Regions from separate parts of the Mus musculus genome. Here regions 2, 3, 4, 5 and 6 are each linked to region 1. A link is a contact called in public promoter capture Hi-C data. All regions are on one chromosome and are shown on one strand. Each heading gives the region's core, a stretch centred on a gene start, on an enhancer-like site or on the middle of the called end of the contact. The rest is flanking DNA. Distances are from core to core; before and after follow the strand shown. Region 1 holds the start of Eif3l (eukaryotic translation initiation factor 3, subunit L). Region 2 holds the start of Rpl3 (ribosomal protein L3). Region 3 holds the start of Atf4 (activating transcription factor 4). Region 4 holds the start of Mief1 (mitochondrial elongation factor 1). Region 5 holds the start of Eif3d (eukaryotic translation initiation factor 3, subunit D). Region 6 holds the start of Tab1 (TGF-beta activated kinase 1/MAP3K7 binding protein 1).

Region 1 (2,931 bases), core at 262-2,761:
AGACTGCTTGCCCAGCATGGGCAAGGGTCTAAGGTCAGCCGTCATCCTCAATCCCAGCCCACTGTCCTTGTCCCTCAGGACATACCATTAAAGTTACTTCTCAGCTGGGTAGGTGGGTGCACACTGCTAATCCCAACCCTCAGACAGCTGAATCTGTGAGGCTAGCATGCTCTATATAGTGAGTTCCGGGATAGCCAGAGCTACATAACGAGACCCCCATCTTTAAAAAACAGGAAAGGAAACTCACTTTCTAACCAAATGATGCATAGTACGCTATTTTCTTTCACCTTTAAAGACACATTAACATGCTTACTTTGTAAAACTACTCTACTGTAAGGGCCAATAAAATACATGCTGTGAGCATCGCAAGCCACTTGGTACTTACTTAATCTCAAAGTGACTAGAACATTTCGGTAAACTTCAAAAGCCTCCCCAAAGTATTTCACTTAGACTTGGTTTGAATCAAGGAAGATTTTCACACCAAGATTTCCTTCTTTGGGGCTGGAGTGTGTGGTTTAATCTCATCTCCGGCACCCAAACAACAAAGCCACAAAGCTTTTTGACCTTGGCCAGACAGCTCAGGGAGGAGGGCTGTGGGTGTGGTTCAGAGACCGTCCACAAGCATGGGGCTCTGGGTTCCACCCCAGTATAACAAATAAAATCTGCCCCAAGTAAGAAAAACCTAGCCGGGTCAGTGATGGTCCTCTTCTGACGTGGGCAGGTAGACCACAAAAAAGGCCTGGTTTAATTAGACTCTTCACAACCCTACCAATCAGACCTAATGGCCGACTCCACCACTCCATTAGGACGCAGTTTTTAACAGGTCCCTGTTGGGAGTCAACGCTGAGATGGTCAAAGAAAAAAGTGCCAATCCTTGGAAGGCAAGAGACAGCCGGGCAAACTGAGAGCCTCACCTGTGTGCATATCATAGTCGCCCGGGTAGGCGTAGGGATCATAAGCAGCCTGCAAGGAAAGAGACAAAGTTAGGGAGACACGCCAAATGGGGACTCCAAAAATGCTCGTCCTCGGGCCTCCATGTCAAGCAGGAGGCAAAACATACTACTCAGATAAGACTGACAGTCGCTACCTCGGAGGGCTTCACATGTGTGAGAGAAAAGGGACCCCGGGCAAGCACAAAACACGCTTACAGGTGCAACAAGACAAGAAAAACACAGTAATAGCCCCGTCTGAAGCAGACGCCATGAGAGCCAAGAACTCAGCATTAAACACCCTTCAGCCCGCCTCCGACTGACTGCGACTACACGCGGGGACATACGGCCGGCAGAGGAGGGACCCGGGGAGGAGACCCGGGGCCGGGAGGGCCGGAATGATCGAGGTCCGCTTGTTCCGGCCCGATCTGGACGCCGCCTCACCTCGGGGACAGATCCCACCGAACCGGGTGCCCACCGCGGACCCCGCCACGCGCTCACCGCTTCATTACCTCAGACTCGTAGTCATCAGCGGGGTAAGACATGGCTACGGCGCTCCAGAAGCCCGTGGGAGAGAGCGGAAGAAGAACTCCGCGCCTGCTTGGCCGGACCGGAAGTCCCGCCCAGCCCAACCTGCCCGAAAGCCTTTCCGGGGTCGCCGGGGAAGCGAAGTAGCTCTGATTGGAAGGACGGAGTTCCTAAACTATCAGAGTTCCTTCCTCCCTGCAAAACGGGCTTTTCAAAGGACATTATTGTGGAGTATGGTGTGCACGCAGAAGTAGGGGCGGGCAAGCGATAAAGGGGAAGAATGCCTAGACCCTGTTGACTCACATCTGCCATCTCAAGGATGGCGGAGGCAGGAGACTGCAACAAATTCGAGGATAACCAAAGTTAGTTATTTCCAGGCCAATCTGATTATAAAGCGGGGTCTCCAAAACAACAACAACAAAAATAAAGAGAAATCAGAAGAAAACGGTACAGAGACGATGACAAGTGACCTGCTAAGATGTAGCGTTCCTGACCTTAGATTTAGGTGTAAACGGTTTTGCCTGCAGCGAGAAATTTCTCCCCCACACCACCACCACCAAAAAAAAAAAAAAAAAAAAAAAAAAAATCAACCTGAGAACACTCAGGATGACCAAACTGGTGAAGGCCCTTGACACCAAGCCTAACGACCTGAGTTCGATGTGGGAGACCCACATGGTGGAAGGCGAGAACCAATCCCTGAACAGCTGATTTGCCTTACCTTTTGGGCACCTGCATCCTTGTCTCCGGGTCACAACAATCTCTGCTTATTACAGCCAGGTACACAACTCTGGGCTTCGGCACTCATGCTTACCTCTGACCAGACTTTAGTACAAATGACCCCGGTATCACTGCCTGGCTCTCTGTTGAAGACAGGAGTTTGCTGGACGAGTGTTGCTAATCAACGCCCTCTACTCAAAGCGTCCTATTTAGAACTGCCATTCTCCCCCCTGGCTCCTTAAGCCCTAGACTCCTTAAAGTCGTTCCTTTTGTTTGCCTGTCTGGTTGCTTTGGTTTATTTAAGCAAGAAAGAATTAGGGTTTAATAAAGACCTTACTTTTAAGATTATTTATTCCTCTGTATGAGTGAATTATGCACACAGGGCATCAATCCTCTGGAGTTACAGCTGATTTTTCAAAAATCAGCCAGCTGTACCCCTGGCTGTCCTGGAACTCAGTCTGTAGACCAGACTGCCCTTGAACTCAAGAGATCCACCTGCCTCTGCCCCCTGCTTACTGGGATTAAAGGCTTGCATAGCTACCTCCCTGCTCATTTGGTTTTAGACAGGATCTTTCTATTATGTAATTCTGGGTGTCCTAGGGTCTATTATGTAGACCAGGATGACCTCAAACTCAGAGATCCACCTGCCTCTGCCTCCTGAGTGTTGGGATCAGAGGTGTGTACTACCACACCCATACCCCTCACCCCACACCCACACCCCAAGATGTTTTGCCATAGGTTAAGCACTAGCATTAGG
Region 2 (2,827 bases), core at 203-2,702, 1.0 Mb before region 1:
TCACAGAAAAACCCTGTCTAAAAAAAAAAAAAAAAAAAAAAAAAAGGAAGAAAAAATAATTCTTCTTTTGGGACTGGAGGGACGTCTTAGGAATTAAGGGCTCTTGCAGAGGACCAAGGTTTGGTTCCCAGCACAACAACCATCTGTAACTCCAGTTCCAGAGGGTTCCATACTCTCTTCAAATCTCCCCGGTACTGCACATATGTGGTGCACGTGCATAAATGAGGAAAGCACTCATAAATATAAAATTAAAAAGAGCTTATTTAAGATATTCTTAAGTGGCGCTCCTCCACTTTCAGAAATTATTTTTTAAATTTTAATAAACCTATGTTGCTGTTCGAAAAATAAATTCATTAAGAATCTTGATCTGGAGAGATGGTTCAGAAGTTAAGAAAACTTGTCATCCCACGGGACCCAGGTCTAGTTCACAGCATTAACAACGGTCCAGGGGGATCTGACACTATTTTGACTTTTTTTTTTTTTTTTTTTAGATTTATTTATTTAGTGTATATATGAGTATAGAGGTCACCTGATCCCATTACAGATGGTTATAGGCCACAATATCGTTGCTGGGAATTGAACTCAGAATATCTGGAAGAACAGTCAGTGCTCTTAACCATTGAGCTATCTCTCAAGCCCTTATTTTTTTTTAAAGATTTATTTTTATTTTATGTATATGAGTACACTGTCGCTGTCTCCAGACACATCAGAAGAGGGCATCGAATCCCAGTACAGGTGGCTATGAGCCACCATGTGGTCACTGGGAATTTAACTCAGGACCTCTGGAAGTGCAGTTGGTGTTCTTAACTGCTGAGCCATCTCTCCAGCCCGGTTTGACTTCTGAAAATGTCACGCACGCCCGTGGCGCACATTCGTACACACGGGGGGGGGGGAACCTCACACATTTGTAAATCTGAAATTAAGAACAAAATATGAACGGGACATGACATCTGGAGACTGAATTGGCAGAGACAGGACTTGAGGGAGATGTGCCCGAAATCATGGCGCATTAAAGGCATGGCTTGATTGGAAGACTGAGAGCAATGTTGGTGATCACATCAAAATCACTGGTTAGGTAAAAGAGCAGTTTCATTCAGTCTATCTTAAGAGCTCACGAGAACAACGCAGTCAGTTGTCTCACACTAAGCCTGCTTCAACGCCGTTGTTTTCGTTGCTGTGTGGGACTAGCCCTGTGTGATTCCGTTCTAGAAGTGAGAGGAAGCACAATGCCTCCATTTTTCTTCATTATCATGAAATTTGGCTGCTGCAGAACGCCGTAGTTCTTTACATTCTAAACCTCAGCGTCGACGAGGCGTTTCGCTAAGCTTGAACCCAATCATTCTCCGTAGACCCTATTTGTCAATCCTAGTGGGCGGGAAAAATGTGTGTAAAATGACATTCGATGCGCGCCCTTCGACCCGACGCCTATGCGTCAACACGTTCGCACGCTCAGGGGGCGGAGCCATCACTTGGCTTTATATAGCCTGCACTGGCTCCTGGTCGCTCTCTATCTGCGGCGTGTGGCGGCGAGATGGTACGTATGGCCATGCTGCCTTCTAACTTGGTCTCCTGTGGGCCTGGCTTGTATTCACCTCCCATCGGCGCCATCCCTGGCTCGCCAATCCTGAAAGGATGTAATAGGGGATCGATGTGAGGGCCGCGACCGTCCGGAAATTCAGGGACCTTAACGGCCTTACGGAGGATGTGTGTGGGACCGGCCTGGGCCTGTGTGCGACCCATTTGATATCAGCGTAATCCTAAGGGACTTATGGAATGGGCTGTTTTGTGCTTAATTCGAGGGTAGTGGTCAGTCTGGTAGGGATGGCCCAGGTCTTTAGGAATGCATTGGTTAAGTGGAGAAATTTGGCAAATCGGGTCGGGTCTCCATTTTGGAATGTTATAAGAGTGGAAGGTGCATCTCTAGAGTTCTCAGAAGCCACAAATGATGAACCTTTTGACGGGCGGACAGAAACTCTGTGCTGAATGTCAAGTTCTGATTTGGCTTTAGGAGGGAGTGTTTGAGGCCGACTTGCATTAGACTCCATCTTGATACGCCATGTTGCCATTTAGTCACATGGGATACTCTTGAAAGTTCACCCATCGAGGTTTTAGTATAACTAAGCTGTTTTGTGTTTGAAAGGCATGGAAACTAAAAGCATTAAGCTGAAGTCTTATTGCAGTCTGTCCTCTGATACAATTCCTTTAAATGTGGAACCCTCCTTTGGGCTTGATTGGAAGACTGAGAGCAATGTTGTGATCTCTCCCTTTACCTCAGTCTCACAGGAAATTCTCAGCTCCCAGGCATGGGTCCTTGGGCTTCCTGCCTCGCAAGCGCAGCAGCCGGCATCGTGGGAAAGTGAAGAGCTTCCCTAAGGATGACGCTTCCAAGCCCGTTCACCTCACAGCCTTTCTGGGTTACAAGGCTGGCATGACCCACATCGTCCGGGAAGTTGACAGGCCAGGATCTAGTATGTACAGTACTTCCTTGTCCAACTTGGGCTGTGTGTAATTTTGCCTGTAGTTACAGTAAATTCCCAAAGGAGCACAATAGCTTCATCCTGGGGTGCTTTGTGGTAAGTCTAGAACAAAGCCTGACTTAGTGTGGTAGTGCCCACACTAAGGGAGCCTAGAAGTGTTTTGGCCTAGCGAAATTTAACACAGATTCCTGTGCAGAGTCCTGTTGGGGTAGTTGGTTGTTTCCATGCCAGTGCCTGTTATCAACCCTAGGTACTCTGAAAAGGTAGACACATTTAACAAGTGTATTCTGGACATGAAACCAGACTAGTGATAAAGCTCCTCTTTGAGACAGTCTAGATAGCACATGGCA
Region 3 (3,036 bases), core at 184-2,683, 1.2 Mb before region 1:
GGTGTGAACGGTTCATGTCATATTCGGGAGGCAGAAAGCCATTAGAACACCAGATCCATATGAAAAGGGCACACCAGGACAGCCGTCCTACTCACCCTTGCCGGTGTCTGAGGCACTGGCCAAGCCATCATCCATAGCCGGCCATTCCGAGGAGCCCGCCTTGTCGCTGGAGAACCCATGAGGTTTCAAGTGCTTGGCCACCTCCAGATAGTCATCTAAGAGACCTAGGCTTTCTTCAGCCCCCAAACCCGACTGGTCGAAGGGGGACATCAAGTCCCCCGCCAACACTTCGCTGTTCAGGAAGCTCATCTCGGTCATGTTGTGGGGCTTTGCTGGATTCGAGGAATGTGCTTAACTCGAAGGTATCTTTGTCCGTTACAGCAACACTGCTGCTGGATTTCGTGAAGAGCCTGGATGGGGACCCAAAAGCAAGTCCAGTCATCTTTCTATCTAAGATGCCGGATGGCCAAATCCCAGAAGCGTCTACAGGGAGAGCACGCGGGCCCAAGGCCATTGTGTAAGCCTCCCCGGCCGCCAGCTCGGGTTGCACAAGATGGAGGCTTAGCTTTGCTTCACCGGCCACCCAGAGGAAGCAGCTTGTCCTCGCGTCCTAATACGGCCAAGGCCGCCGCGCCCCGCCCCCGTGACTCACACCCCCGCCCCACCGCCATCTTGGGCATCGCCACGTTCGCAGGATGACACGGGGACCCCGGTGAGCCCGAGATGATTAAGCTAAGACAGGACGAAGGGGCAGCAGTAGCGCTTTAGACACTCCTCCGCCCAGCTCTGCCCGGGAGCGCCGGCGTCGCAGGCAACGCAAACAAGGCCGACGCGTCCGGCCGCTTGTAAAACCGCGTGTGCCGGCCACCGCGCCCGGGCCGCACCCAACCACAGCGAGGCCCCCGCCCTCCGCGGCCGGCCCCATACTCACGCCATGGCTTAGGCCGGTGGGGGTTGCCGCTGCAGAGCCTGGTGCTGCTGCCGCCGCTGCAAAGGCCAACGCTGCCGCAGGCACTGCTGCCTCTAATACGCCATGGTGGCCGCAAGCCCTGCGGGAGGGGAAGAGGAAAGGGACACCCGAGCACACAACTTAAACCGGCAGACAGCAAGCAGAAATGGCGGCGGCACGCCCTAAACCCGCCCTTTATAGCCTCGGCCAGGGACGCAGCACACCGCGTATCCTCCCACTGTGGTCACGTGATCCTACCGCAGCGCCACCAAACCGCCTCTCACTGACGCCCTCGCCCGCCCCAACCCTTCTCCGCTGTGCTCGGGGGGTAACTGTGGCGTTAGAGATCGTCCTAAAGGCCCCATGAGAGAAAAGTGCACTACTTTATAGGTTGACGACCAGCCGCGGTCTGGTTCCGGAGCGCGGAGGGATCGCTCGTTGACGAATTTCCGGTGTCTTACAAGGCGGGGTGGGACACCTAGCCAAAGCTCTGACGGTCAAAGCCGAAGCTGCCAGGTTATCACGCGAGACGCCGTCGGAGCGCGCGTCGAGCTGATTGGCCCAGGCGTGGCGAGTCACCTAAACCTCAAGTTCCTATTGGCTCTGCACCTGGGCGCTCTAGGATCAGGGGTCTGCGTGGAAAGGGAGGAGCCACCAGAGGTTCCGGGCGCCAGACTGTCACACCTGCCATCTCTTGTCAGATGTGATCCATGTGTATTTGCTCTCTCCGGCATCGCTCCGCACCGAGCAAACAGCTTCCAGGCGTGACCTTTGGGCTGGAAGCCATCTTTTCATGTATTTGTTGTTTCCAGAACCGAGTGGGCAGGCTTCAGGCATGTGGAGAGACCCTTCTGAGTTAGCTGGTCCAAACCTTCAGCTTCCTGTCAGTCCTGGGACAGGGACGGCACTTGGAGGCAGGGCGTTCGTGTTGGGGTCTTCTTGGGAGATATTCCGGTTCCTCCAGTTCAGCGATTTCCCCTGAACCGGGGAAACATGCCTAACCTCAGGTCTAACCTCCTATGCCCATCCTCCCATCATAGAGGCCCTCACTGCCGGTTTGTATAGGGTCAGTTCCCTTAAGATCAGGTTTATTCAGTTGGCTCTCAAGCCTTAACTTCCAGGTATCACCTTCCCAAGAAGTCATCCTGATGAGTGAGCCTGCCGCCTAAGTGATCGGGAGCCCCAGGTACTGGTCAAGGCCTCACCATAAAGGATGCTGTTTTGAGAGTGCTGAGAGGCTCTTTCCAACTCCAGCCTGGAAATCTTAAAAAGAGTTTCCACTTCTGTTTAAGTGACTCACACAAATACCACTCAACTGGCACAGTGCCTGCCACTTACTGCTCAGTGATTATTTGCAAGCCTTGTACAACCCAACCCTAGCGCTCGGGTACCATAGTTCAAGGTCGTCCTTGATTATATGATTGATTGCTATTTATTAATTCGAACCTAACTCTCCAGTCCCTATATCCCTAACTCCATCCTCCTTCCTCAGAGGAGCCTTTATTATTGTTTACTGAGACGGAACCAACCATAAAACACGAGGCCTACATAATGAGATGTTTTTATACCCAAAGAAGTCACAAGTGCATGTGCACACATACAGAAGTTACCTAGTCTTTCCATGCAAAAGCAACAAAAGGGTAACTATGTCCTCTCTTTGCTCTGGAAACCAAAACAGCAGCCACACTGCTACATTAAGTGGACATCCCTTACAAGTTTCTGTCCCCTAAGCATAATGTACCCTGCAAACCATGGTTTTTAACCTATGCTGAGTTCCTAACTCTATGATGTATGCCCACCCCTTGCTTTGCTAAACTCCTGAACCTGTGATACATGACTGCCTTTTGCTATACAAAAACGTGCCTCCCCAGAAACCTTCCACGTGGTGTAAGCTTGCACTTCTTTTTCTGGCCTCCTTTCTAACAGCCAATTATCCTAGCAGCTGTTTTCTATCACATGTATCTACCCTGCAGGCAGCCTGGAGTCCCCCCACTCTTCTGTTAGGGTGCTAACAACCAATTATCCCAACAGCTGTTTTCTATCAACCCTAATGCTTTCCCATAAGAGTCTCCAAACAGCCAGTGAGG
Region 4 (2,799 bases), core at 202-2,701, 1.2 Mb before region 1:
CTGCCCGGGCACTTAGCATAAAGTACAGTGGGCATCAGCTTCCTCATTGTAAAACAGAGATAACAAAGACATCATGAGAGTACTTACTACACAAGGTTATTTTGAGAACTGCTCCTAAAAAGCCCCTGTAATGGGACTCTACCAGACAGTGTGGCCTAGAGTAGTTAAAGACCAGGATTTATATCTGGATCCTGGTACCACCATATAAGCAGCATCACGCTGATTGGCCTTATTGTTTTAATTACTTTTTTACTTTTTTCTGTATGGGTATTTGCCTGCATGTTTGTCTACATGCCAGTTTGCCTTGAGAGTGTAACACTGTCATATCCTTAGACTGGAGTTATAATATATACAGTTGTGAGCCACCACAGAAGTGCTGGAAATTGAGCCTGGGTCCTCTGAAAAGCAGCCAGTGCTCTTAACCACAGAGACATCACTCTATCTCTTCTTTCTTTCTTTCTTTCTTTCTTTTTATTCTTTCTGTTTTTGCTTTCTTTTGCTTTTGTTTAATTTGGTTTCCTGATGCAGGGCCTCTCTACGGAGCTCTGGCTGTCCTAGAACTCACTCTGTAAAGCAGGCTGCCCTCAAACTCTGAAATCCTCCTGTCTCTGCCTCCTGAGAGCTGAGATGAAAGATGTGTGCCAAGTATGTGACATCATTCCCAAAAGGAAGTGATTTGCCCACTCACCAAAACAATCCAGACCCTAACTCGCTGGAATGAGGTGGGGGCGGGGGGGGGGGGTGTCTTACATGTGTGCACTTCAGGGCGTTCAGCAAACTTTGCCAGCACAGGGCCCAGGGCTCACCAACCTCAAAACTAGGCTGGAAGGAGGAATCCTCCCCATAACCCTATGAGGAAGAAACAGTTGTTGTATGAGCCTGTATGTGTTTCAGGGGTGAAGGGAGTTCCTGGATGAAAAACAAAAAATGATCTGAACTTTGGGCTCCAAGACAGAAGCAGTAGCCTCTGACCTTGCTAACTTCCAGCGCGAACCGGGGCAAGCCACCGCTGTCCCTTTTTCCTCAACTGCAGAACAGCTCCCCTTTGGCCCTGAGGGTCTTCCGGGATGCAAAAGATGCAGAAAAACAACGGAGGGCTGGAAGGAGAACGTCACGCAGGGGCTGGAACGAGGTCGCTGAGTGACTGACTACGGGCTCCGATCGGGGTACAACGCCCAGAGGACGGGAACGCAGACCCCGGGGCCAGGCTGGCTCTGTGGCTTGAGGCAACCGGGTCTTGAGGCGGGGCGGGGCGAAGCTTGGAGGCCCCGGTGGGAGCCGGTAGCCCCCAAACTGGCCCGAGCTCAAACGGGCGATCCCCGGCCGCCCTCATTCGCTCCCTCACTCACCCGCGGACCACGCGCTACCTTTCCTCAGGACTCGCCACTCGCCCAGTACCTCTCTCCGGGTCACCCATCAACATGGCCCCTCTACTTCCGGGGCACGACCTCGCTCGCGGGGCCGACGGAGACGCGACAGGGAGCGCGGAGGCGGGCGGAGGCGGAAGCACTTCCGGTCGGCCCCTCCGTAGCCTCCCTCCGGAGGCGGAGCCCGGAACTTAGTCCAGCGCTGCCCGTCGTGGGGCCCCGCCCACAGACGCAGCCCCGCCTCCTAGGTGACGTTACCTAGCTCCACGGCCCCTCCTCCGAAAGCGTTACTGTGCAGTCTCTGTGTAAACTCAGTGCTGGCTGGGTGTGGCTTAAGGGAGGAGCCGCAAGTCGTCGCCCTCCACCTGCTGCCTACGTCTGGCCTGCGAGAGGCTCTGACCACACTGAATTGATTACTTGACACACTGCATTTTGTCCAACCCAACCTCTCTGTTTGGTAGACTTCAGCATTCCAGTGTTACACTTGGGAAAATCGAGGCCGAGGGAGGCAGGGTCATTTGCACTGAAAGCTGAGCCCTGCAGAGGCTCACAGTGGGTCCAAGCTCAGTATTCCTCCAAAGTGTGTGGCTTTCCATTCTTTTAGGCCGCCCTACTTTGCTTTTTAAAGAAAGAAGTTTGTGACCCAAATAAATCTAGTTTGTGAAATTTCCAGCTAGAAGACCGGGTAACCTATCCCTCGGGACAGTCTCCTAAGTAGACGAGTTTTCCACTCGTAAAGGACAAGGAGACCCTCTGGGGGAGACCTTAGGATTACCCACTCACACACAGAGTCTCGGATGTCAGGATTACCTTTTCCAGATTCACTAACCTTCCCACACTCACCCCACTCCTGCCCCATGCTCCCAGTATAATGGGGGCTAAACATTAAAGTGTCTTCCAGCCCCCACATATCTGTGGTGTTTTGGAGACCAGAGACCAGCCAGCCGAGACACTGATGCAAACCTCAGGGTTCAGCCAGGTTTCACAGAGCATGGGCAATCTGGGATCCTCTGGACTGGGTACAGGACTGGACATAACTATCAACTCACATCATAAGGAAACAGGACCTTATAGGAATTGCAGCTCAAGGGGAACATTCATTTACCCAGGGCACAGGTTCAGGTACAGTAGGCATTTCACTGGTGAATGGATGGACTGTGTCTTAGTCAGGGTTTCTATTCCTGCACAAACATCATGACCAAGAAGCAAGTTGGGGAGGAAAGGGTTTATTTGGCTTACACTTCCATACTGCTGTTCATCACCAAGGAAGTCAGGACTGGAACTCAAGCAGGTCAGGGAGCAGGAGCTGATGCAGAGGCCATGGAGGGATGTTCTGTACTAGCTTGCCTCCCCTGGCTTGCTCAGCCCGCTTTCTTATAGAACCAAGACTACCAGCCCTGAGATGGTCCCACCCACAAGGGCCTTTCCCCCT
Region 5 (3,137 bases), core at 501-3,000, 1.1 Mb after region 1:
TTGCTATGGAGCCCAGGCTAGCTTCAGGTCTGCCCAGGCTGACCTCCCATTTGCAGCAATCCTTCTGTCTCAAGTTTTCAGGTGTTGGGAGCTCAGGATCAGCTGGACAATTCAGTGAGAACTTGCTTAACAACTGTTTAAGTCCGAAGGATGGCTGTTTTCAAAGCAAGTGACTTTTCTCACAATCTCCAACTTCACCAGCTTCTGTCGTTATGATCCCTCCCCTTCAGTTTCAGAGTAGAGGGATCCCAGAACATGCTGCAACTAACTCTTAAAGACATACAAACAAACACACACACACACACACACACACAATAGGACCCAGACAGTGACAGTAAACCTTTGGGGCAGAAAGTACAGCAAGTGTGGGACCTGCTGGGAGAGGAATGAGAGCAGGGTCGTGGTGGCCAGAGCAGAGGTTGTTCAGAAGGGCAGGGAGATGTCAGGCCACATCTTCCCTCGGAAGTGTGGGAAGAGCTTTGAGCATCCTGAGGAGCAACCCACTGGGAGTATGAATGGTTCGAACAATGAGGGAGATGGTACTATGAGGGCAGACAGCACTCAGGTACGGCTGAAGTTACAACACAGACAGGCTAGTCCCAATGTGGTGGGAAATTTAAGTTAATGACGAGGACCCAGCAGGACCCACCAAATCCTGAGAACACAAATTGGGGAAACGGGAAGGCAAGCTCATTGGTAAATTAGTGAAATGGGTAATCCCACCAACATTACCATTTCCAACACAGGTAGAGGCCAAATCACCTGATCAAATTCATCCCAGTGGTATCCACGGTAAGGACCCGAATGTGGAAATGTCCTTTGACAACCATTTATTTTACAATTTATTATCTAGCATTTCCAGTTTCATTAAGGGAGGAGGGGAGAGAGATGTCAGATATGAAGGCCATAAAACTACACTTGGCTGACCCTGGACACCACATGTATCTAAGATGTTTTTTTTTTTTCTTTTTTTAAAGATGTATTTTCTAATCAAGGAGATCTGCTGAGAAACTATCAAGGAAACATAAACAGCAGGCAGAAGGGACCAGCTTTTTAAAAAACGCCCATCCCGAGTCTCTTTCCAGACGGCTGCAGGGGGTGGAAGACGCCAAGAGGTCACACTGACCCGCACCCTGTGAACTGTGATGATCAATTAAGACGTAGCTTGGATAGCCCCGATCTGAATATCGATTTAGAGCGAGGCACTCTAAATCTGCTTTAAAAAATAGCGACCAGAAATCTCCGTTGAAAGACGCTTGTGACCTGTGGGACAAAGGTTTGAGTCCTAGCGGGCACCCCGAAGCTCTAGCAACCCGGACTAGGCAGGTCATTTGCCACCCTGCGTTGGGGCCACAAGTGACAAGCACACGAAACGCGCCGGGCCACTCTCCAGATAACGATCAGCCAGACCGACGACCACGCTGGGGCCAGCGAGCGCGGCGGGGCATTGTGGGAGGCAGAGGAGGCGAGCCTGGCGCGAAGCATTATGGGACACCGCGGGGACAGCTCCGACTCCCCGCCCCGGCTTCTCTGGCCCCGAGCGTGACCACGATTCAGTTCTGAACCTCTCCGGGCGTCCCCAGACGCCACTGACGTAATCCCCTCACTTGTGTCTGGCACCTCAGGGGCGAACGAGGATTTTTTTTTTTTTTTTTTTTAAAGCCGAGAGCTGTGACACACTTCCGGTTGTGTCTCACTTTACGGCTTGACATTTTTCCGCTGACTAAGAAGGAAGTGGTAGGGCCATTTACGACAGCGCTGGTCGCCGTTTACGGCACCGGCCCCTGCGCGCGCATCTTCCCTCCTGCCTTGACTCCTCGGAGTATCCCGGCAATCGCAGTTTTTTCCCCGGGCCATCTGTCGCCATCCGGGCCCGTGAAGGCTTTTGCAGGTGAGCGGCTTGTTTCGTGGGACCCTGCGGACCTCGCGAGCCAGCCTGGGCTAGACGTGGCTTCGGGAGCTCCCGGAAGAGCCTTCCTTTACGTCCTGTCGCCTGTGCCCCTCCGCTGGGCGGGGCGGGAATTGGCCCCCGGTGGTCCCAGGCACGACTCAGAATGCAGGACACCGGACCTTGTGTGTGGATCCCTCGCTCGGCGCTCTGCTCAGCGCCGTGGGGTGGGTTGTGGGGCGACGTAGCCTCCTCTAGGGGTTCGAACAGATTGTTTCTGTGCTCCGAAATGGGGGGCTGAGAGTAGGTTCCAGCTCTGATCGGAAACGGAGCCCAGGAGTTAATGGCCCCCACCTGTAGTGTCCCCAGTGACCCACACTGTATTGTGGCCAATACAGCTGTCGCGCCGTTTTACTTTTCCCCTACTGCTTTCTTTCTGATTCACGTGTGCAGTAGCCGAAGGACCAAACCCTGTCCATCCAGGGAGATAGATGATGATGCACATCAGGCCTTGAGCCATCTTGAACTTGTGACAACTCAAGTTTACAGTTGCTTTGGGGGCAGCCTGTTGGGTATGGCTTAAAGCCCCAGGTGGTCAGGCTGCCAGCTACCCACAGTATAACCAGAAGGAGGTCGGGCCTAAGTAGACAGCCTTGGAAACTTTTTGAAGGGATGGGCAGATGGACTCCTTAAGTTAGCAGAGCTAGCTTTGTGTCTCAAAGATGGGGTGTGTGGTAGCAGTCGGTGGTAAAGCGTCCAGCACAGCACCCCAACATCCTGGGGCCTCTTACTTCATGTCAGCTGTTTGAAGGCCACCACACCCCACCACCACCACCTCACCCTCTCTCCCACAACCCCGTGTTCTTCCTACAACTTAGCATACGTTCATATTTGGAGGGTGAAGCTCCTGGGTTTACTCTTGTCCGTGTCACCTAAGTATCACCAGCTTCCGTGTGTCAGAGGAGGAGGAGAGGCTACTGAGCTCTAATGGTGGACAATTTCAGGTTTCTTGTGTGTGGTCAATGCATGGGTTTTTTTTTTTTCCTTTTGTTGTTTGCTTTGGTTTTTGATGGGAAGTGTCCAGCAAGCCCCTGGATTATACAGCTATTAGCTTTTACTTTCCTAAAATGAGCTGTGGTATATACTATATACTGCGGGGCCAAAGCTACACTGCCTGTGTTCAAATTTTCTTACCCAGAAAATGGGACTGGCCCCACGGGATTGTCCGAAGGGTTTAGTGAGCGCGTGT
Region 6 (2,700 bases), core at 156-2,655, 1.1 Mb before region 1:
TACGGGTTAAAGCCGGCCCTCCCTCCCCCTTTTTAAAGTCCGCCAGCATACACAGAGAACACATTCTCTGTGTGCTGGGAAAAGCCTACACTCTGCCCTAACTGGTGTTCTTTGGGTCCCATCACAAGGAAGAGACAGAAGATACTTGACCCAGTCGACCTTTCTCTTGTTAGCAAGCCAACTCAGTCGGCATCAGTCACTATTTTTTTCCCAGCCCCTCTTTCTCTCAAGGTCACAATCATATCAGTGTTCCCCAGACGCTTTCTACAATGGGGACATTTATACAAGGGCCTTGCCCTCTGGGACCTTACAAAACAGAGAGCCAGACCTCTTTACTCCCAGGGTTTTACAAAAGGCCCGAGCAGGCACACAATAGTGAAGGGAAAGCCATCTCTCTCTTCCCCCACGTCTCCCTCTGGCTTCAGATCCTCTAGGCCAGGCAAGCTACTTCCCCCCACCCTTGAAAAGCCAAGACCTAGTTCCTGACCAATTTCCTCATTCTGTGACAGACACTGACCAAGCACCTAGCATGCAAGGGTGGTAGGGTGGTGAAGTCAACATGCTAAGAGGCGCTGGTCTTCAAGGAAGCAGACATCCAGAGGCAACTCCTACAGAGTGCCACGGTAAGGAAGGCCAAGGGATCCCCGCCCTGTCCTGGCAGATCCAAACAGTACTCTGAGCTAACATACATACATGTGTAACTGCACATATGTGAGAAAGATGCAGGGACGGGTAGACTACATCAAACCGTGGAGGTCCAGATGACCAGGTCGGGGTGCCTGGAGCCAACCTTCAACGGGACCCGGTGAACTGGGAGGCAGAAGTAAAACCCTACGCCCTCACTTGAGGAGCCTAAACCTTAGGGGTGTTTCTGGAACCAGACTATTTTAATCCTGCCTCTGCCTCTGCCGCTCACCAGCTGCCTGACCTCGGTTTCCTCGTCTGTAAAAACTTTTAGTCGCTAACTATTCTCCGGTGCTGCTGGCGAAGCTTATAAACGCGAGGCGGTCCACACAATGCCAGAGATACAGCACGCCTTACACAAGCGGGGGGCTATTTATTATTAGTCGTGTCCACGCTCCGGATGGCCCGCTCGGCGGCGCCACGTCCCCTTCCGGCTCGAGGACGCTCCCACTCCGCAGGACCCCGGCGCCCTTGACCCCCTAGAGGCCCCAGCCTGCGACGCGCACGCGCAGAACAGGCGCGGCGCCAGCCGGCTGTGGGTCTCGCGCGCTGCAAGCCCCCAAAGGCCTCTGGGGCGAGAGGGCCATGCTCTGCCATCTAAAGACAACAGTTCCTGCACCCGAGGACACACCCGAGCTCCCAACCCTCCCAGCCCGGAGAGCGGGTCGGTTTCCTCACACTCTGGAGCAGGCTCCTCCTCTGCGCCGCCATCTTGGAGGACCCCGCGGCGCGCCAGGCTCTCGGAGTGGCGGGATGAGGGGCTAGAGCGGCTCGGGCTGCCGCGGAGCTTATCCACAGCGCCCCCGGCGGAGCGGAGGAGGCGCAGCAGAGGCGCCTTGAGCAAGCGCGGCTCTTGCCCCCACCCCACCCCCAACCCCATCAGCCTACTTTCTTCGACTTTCTTGTTTCCTGGGGTCTTTATGGGTGTGCTTTCTCCCGGATTTTTTTTTCACCCCGATGGAGATCCTGAGATCCTATTTAAAGCGGCTTAGCGAGGAGGGAGCAAGAGAGAACGAATGATTCAGTTTACAAGAGTAGTGGGTGACTGACTGCCTGATCTTATAATGGAGGCCACCCCAATGCCAAACTAGCTGAAGTTAGATTTGGAGAAGACTGCAATTCCGAGTAGTTGTAAATTCTCAGAAGTTAAATTTATGGACGGTAACATGGGAGTGTAGTGTTAGCTGGCAATGTAATTGCAGGCCACTTGGCGTGACTGGCCAGTGCCCAAAGGAAGAGTCTGTTTGTTCTAGAAGCACGGTGCGGAAGCTCGATTTGGAGAGTCACAACTGTAATCCCAGAGTTTAGGAGACTGAGGCAGGGGGATTATAAATTTGAGTCCTGTAATCCCATCCCTTAAGAAGAGACAGGAGGAGCCGAGCGTGGTGACACACGCCTTTAATCCCAGCACTTGGGAGGCAGAGGCAGGCGGATTTCTGGTCTACAGAGTGAGTTCCAGGACAGCCAGGGCTATACAGAGAAACCCTGTCTTGAAAAAAAAAAACAAAAACAACAACAAGAAGAGACAGGAGGACCAGAAGTTTGATACCAGCATGGACTACTATATGACACCCTGTTTCATTAAATGAATAAATAATCCAGTATCAATTTTTTTAAAAGATTTGTGTATTTATGTATGAGTACACTATAACTGTCTTCACACACCAGATCCCATAGGTCCCATTAGAAACGGTTGTGAGGCACCATGTGGCTGTTGGGATTTGAACTCGGGACTTCTGGAAGAGCAGTCAGTGCTCTTAGCCGATGAGCCATCTCTCCAGCCCCCCAGTATCAAGCATTTTATTAAAGCAACAGGAAATGGCCTAAGACAGTGCTGATGGGCCAGTGTGGTGGCACATGCCTTTAATCCCAGCACTTAGGAGTCAGAGGCAGGCGAATTTCTGAGTTCGGGGCTAGCCTGGTCTACAGAGTGAATTCCAGGACAGCCAGGGCAACACAGAGAAACCCTGTCTCGAGAAAACAACAACAATAAAAAGACAGTGCTGATGGGAAGAA

What was found. Promoter capture Hi-C pulls out the DNA fragments that hold promoters and counts their contacts.
Region 2: a promoter capture Hi-C map of liver shows a contact between it and region 1, with 2.8 times the contacts expected there. The contact joins the promoter of Rpl3 here to the promoter of Eif3l in region 1. A contact is called at or near these places in 9 of 39 promoter capture datasets (the 3T3-L1 cell line, the C10 cell line, the HPC-7 cell line and 5 more) and 1 of 484 Hi-C or Micro-C datasets (B cells).
Region 3: a promoter capture Hi-C map of liver shows a contact between it and region 1, with 2.9 times the contacts expected there. The contact joins the promoter of Atf4 here to the promoter of Eif3l in region 1.
Region 4: a promoter capture Hi-C map of pre-B cells shows a contact between it and region 1, with 3 times the contacts expected there. The contact joins the promoter of Mief1 here to the promoter of Eif3l in region 1. A contact is called at or near these places in 3 of 39 promoter capture datasets (liver and pre-B cells).
Region 5: a promoter capture Hi-C map of liver shows a contact between it and region 1, with 3 times the contacts expected there. The contact joins the promoter of Eif3d here to the promoter of Eif3l in region 1.
Region 6: a promoter capture Hi-C map of pre-B cells shows a contact between it and region 1, with 4 times the contacts expected there. The contact joins the promoter of Tab1 here to the promoter of Eif3l in region 1. A contact is called at or near these places in 2 of 39 promoter capture datasets (liver and pre-B cells), 1 of 484 Hi-C or Micro-C datasets (B cells) and 2 of 115 datasets of contacts at active chromatin or transcription factors (fetal liver and stem cell-derived neural progenitor cells).

Annotation. Positions count from the first base shown.
Region 1 is chr15:79,073,803-79,076,733 of GRCm38.p6, reverse strand. It overlaps Eif3l (eukaryotic translation initiation factor 3, subunit L), which reads right to left and starts at 1,511. Exons shown (of 13, transcript NM_145139.2): 1 at 1,442-1,511; 2 at 915-963. The coding sequence starts at 1,474.
Region 2 is chr15:80,082,031-80,084,857 of GRCm38.p6, reverse strand. It overlaps Rpl3 (ribosomal protein L3), which reads left to right and starts at 1,452. Exons shown (of 10, transcript NM_013762.2): 1 at 1,452-1,534; 2 at 2,276-2,468. The coding sequence starts at 1,532. It overlaps Snord43 (small nucleolar RNA, C/D box 43), which reads left to right and starts at 1,952; the gene lies at 1,952-1,999.
Region 3 is chr15:80,253,581-80,256,616 of GRCm38.p6, reverse strand. It overlaps Atf4 (activating transcription factor 4), which reads right to left and starts at 1,433. Exons shown (of 3, transcript NM_009716.3): 1 at 932-1,433; 2 at 96-410. The coding sequence starts at 318.
Region 4 is chr15:80,232,732-80,235,530 of GRCm38.p6, reverse strand. Mief1 (mitochondrial elongation factor 1) reads right to left here and starts at 1,451. Exons shown (of 6, transcript NM_178719.5): 1 at 1,350-1,451.
Region 5 is chr15:77,969,437-77,972,573 of GRCm38.p6, reverse strand. Eif3d (eukaryotic translation initiation factor 3, subunit D) reads left to right here and starts at 1,750. Exons shown (of 15, transcript NM_018749.2): 1 at 1,750-1,891.
Region 6 is chr15:80,131,851-80,134,550 of GRCm38.p6, reverse strand. It overlaps Tab1 (TGF-beta activated kinase 1/MAP3K7 binding protein 1), which reads right to left and starts at 1,405. Exons shown (of 11, transcript NM_025609.3): 1 at 1,363-1,405. The coding sequence starts at 1,395. All of the region lies in intron 1 of Gm31253 (a long non-coding RNA gene), which reads left to right.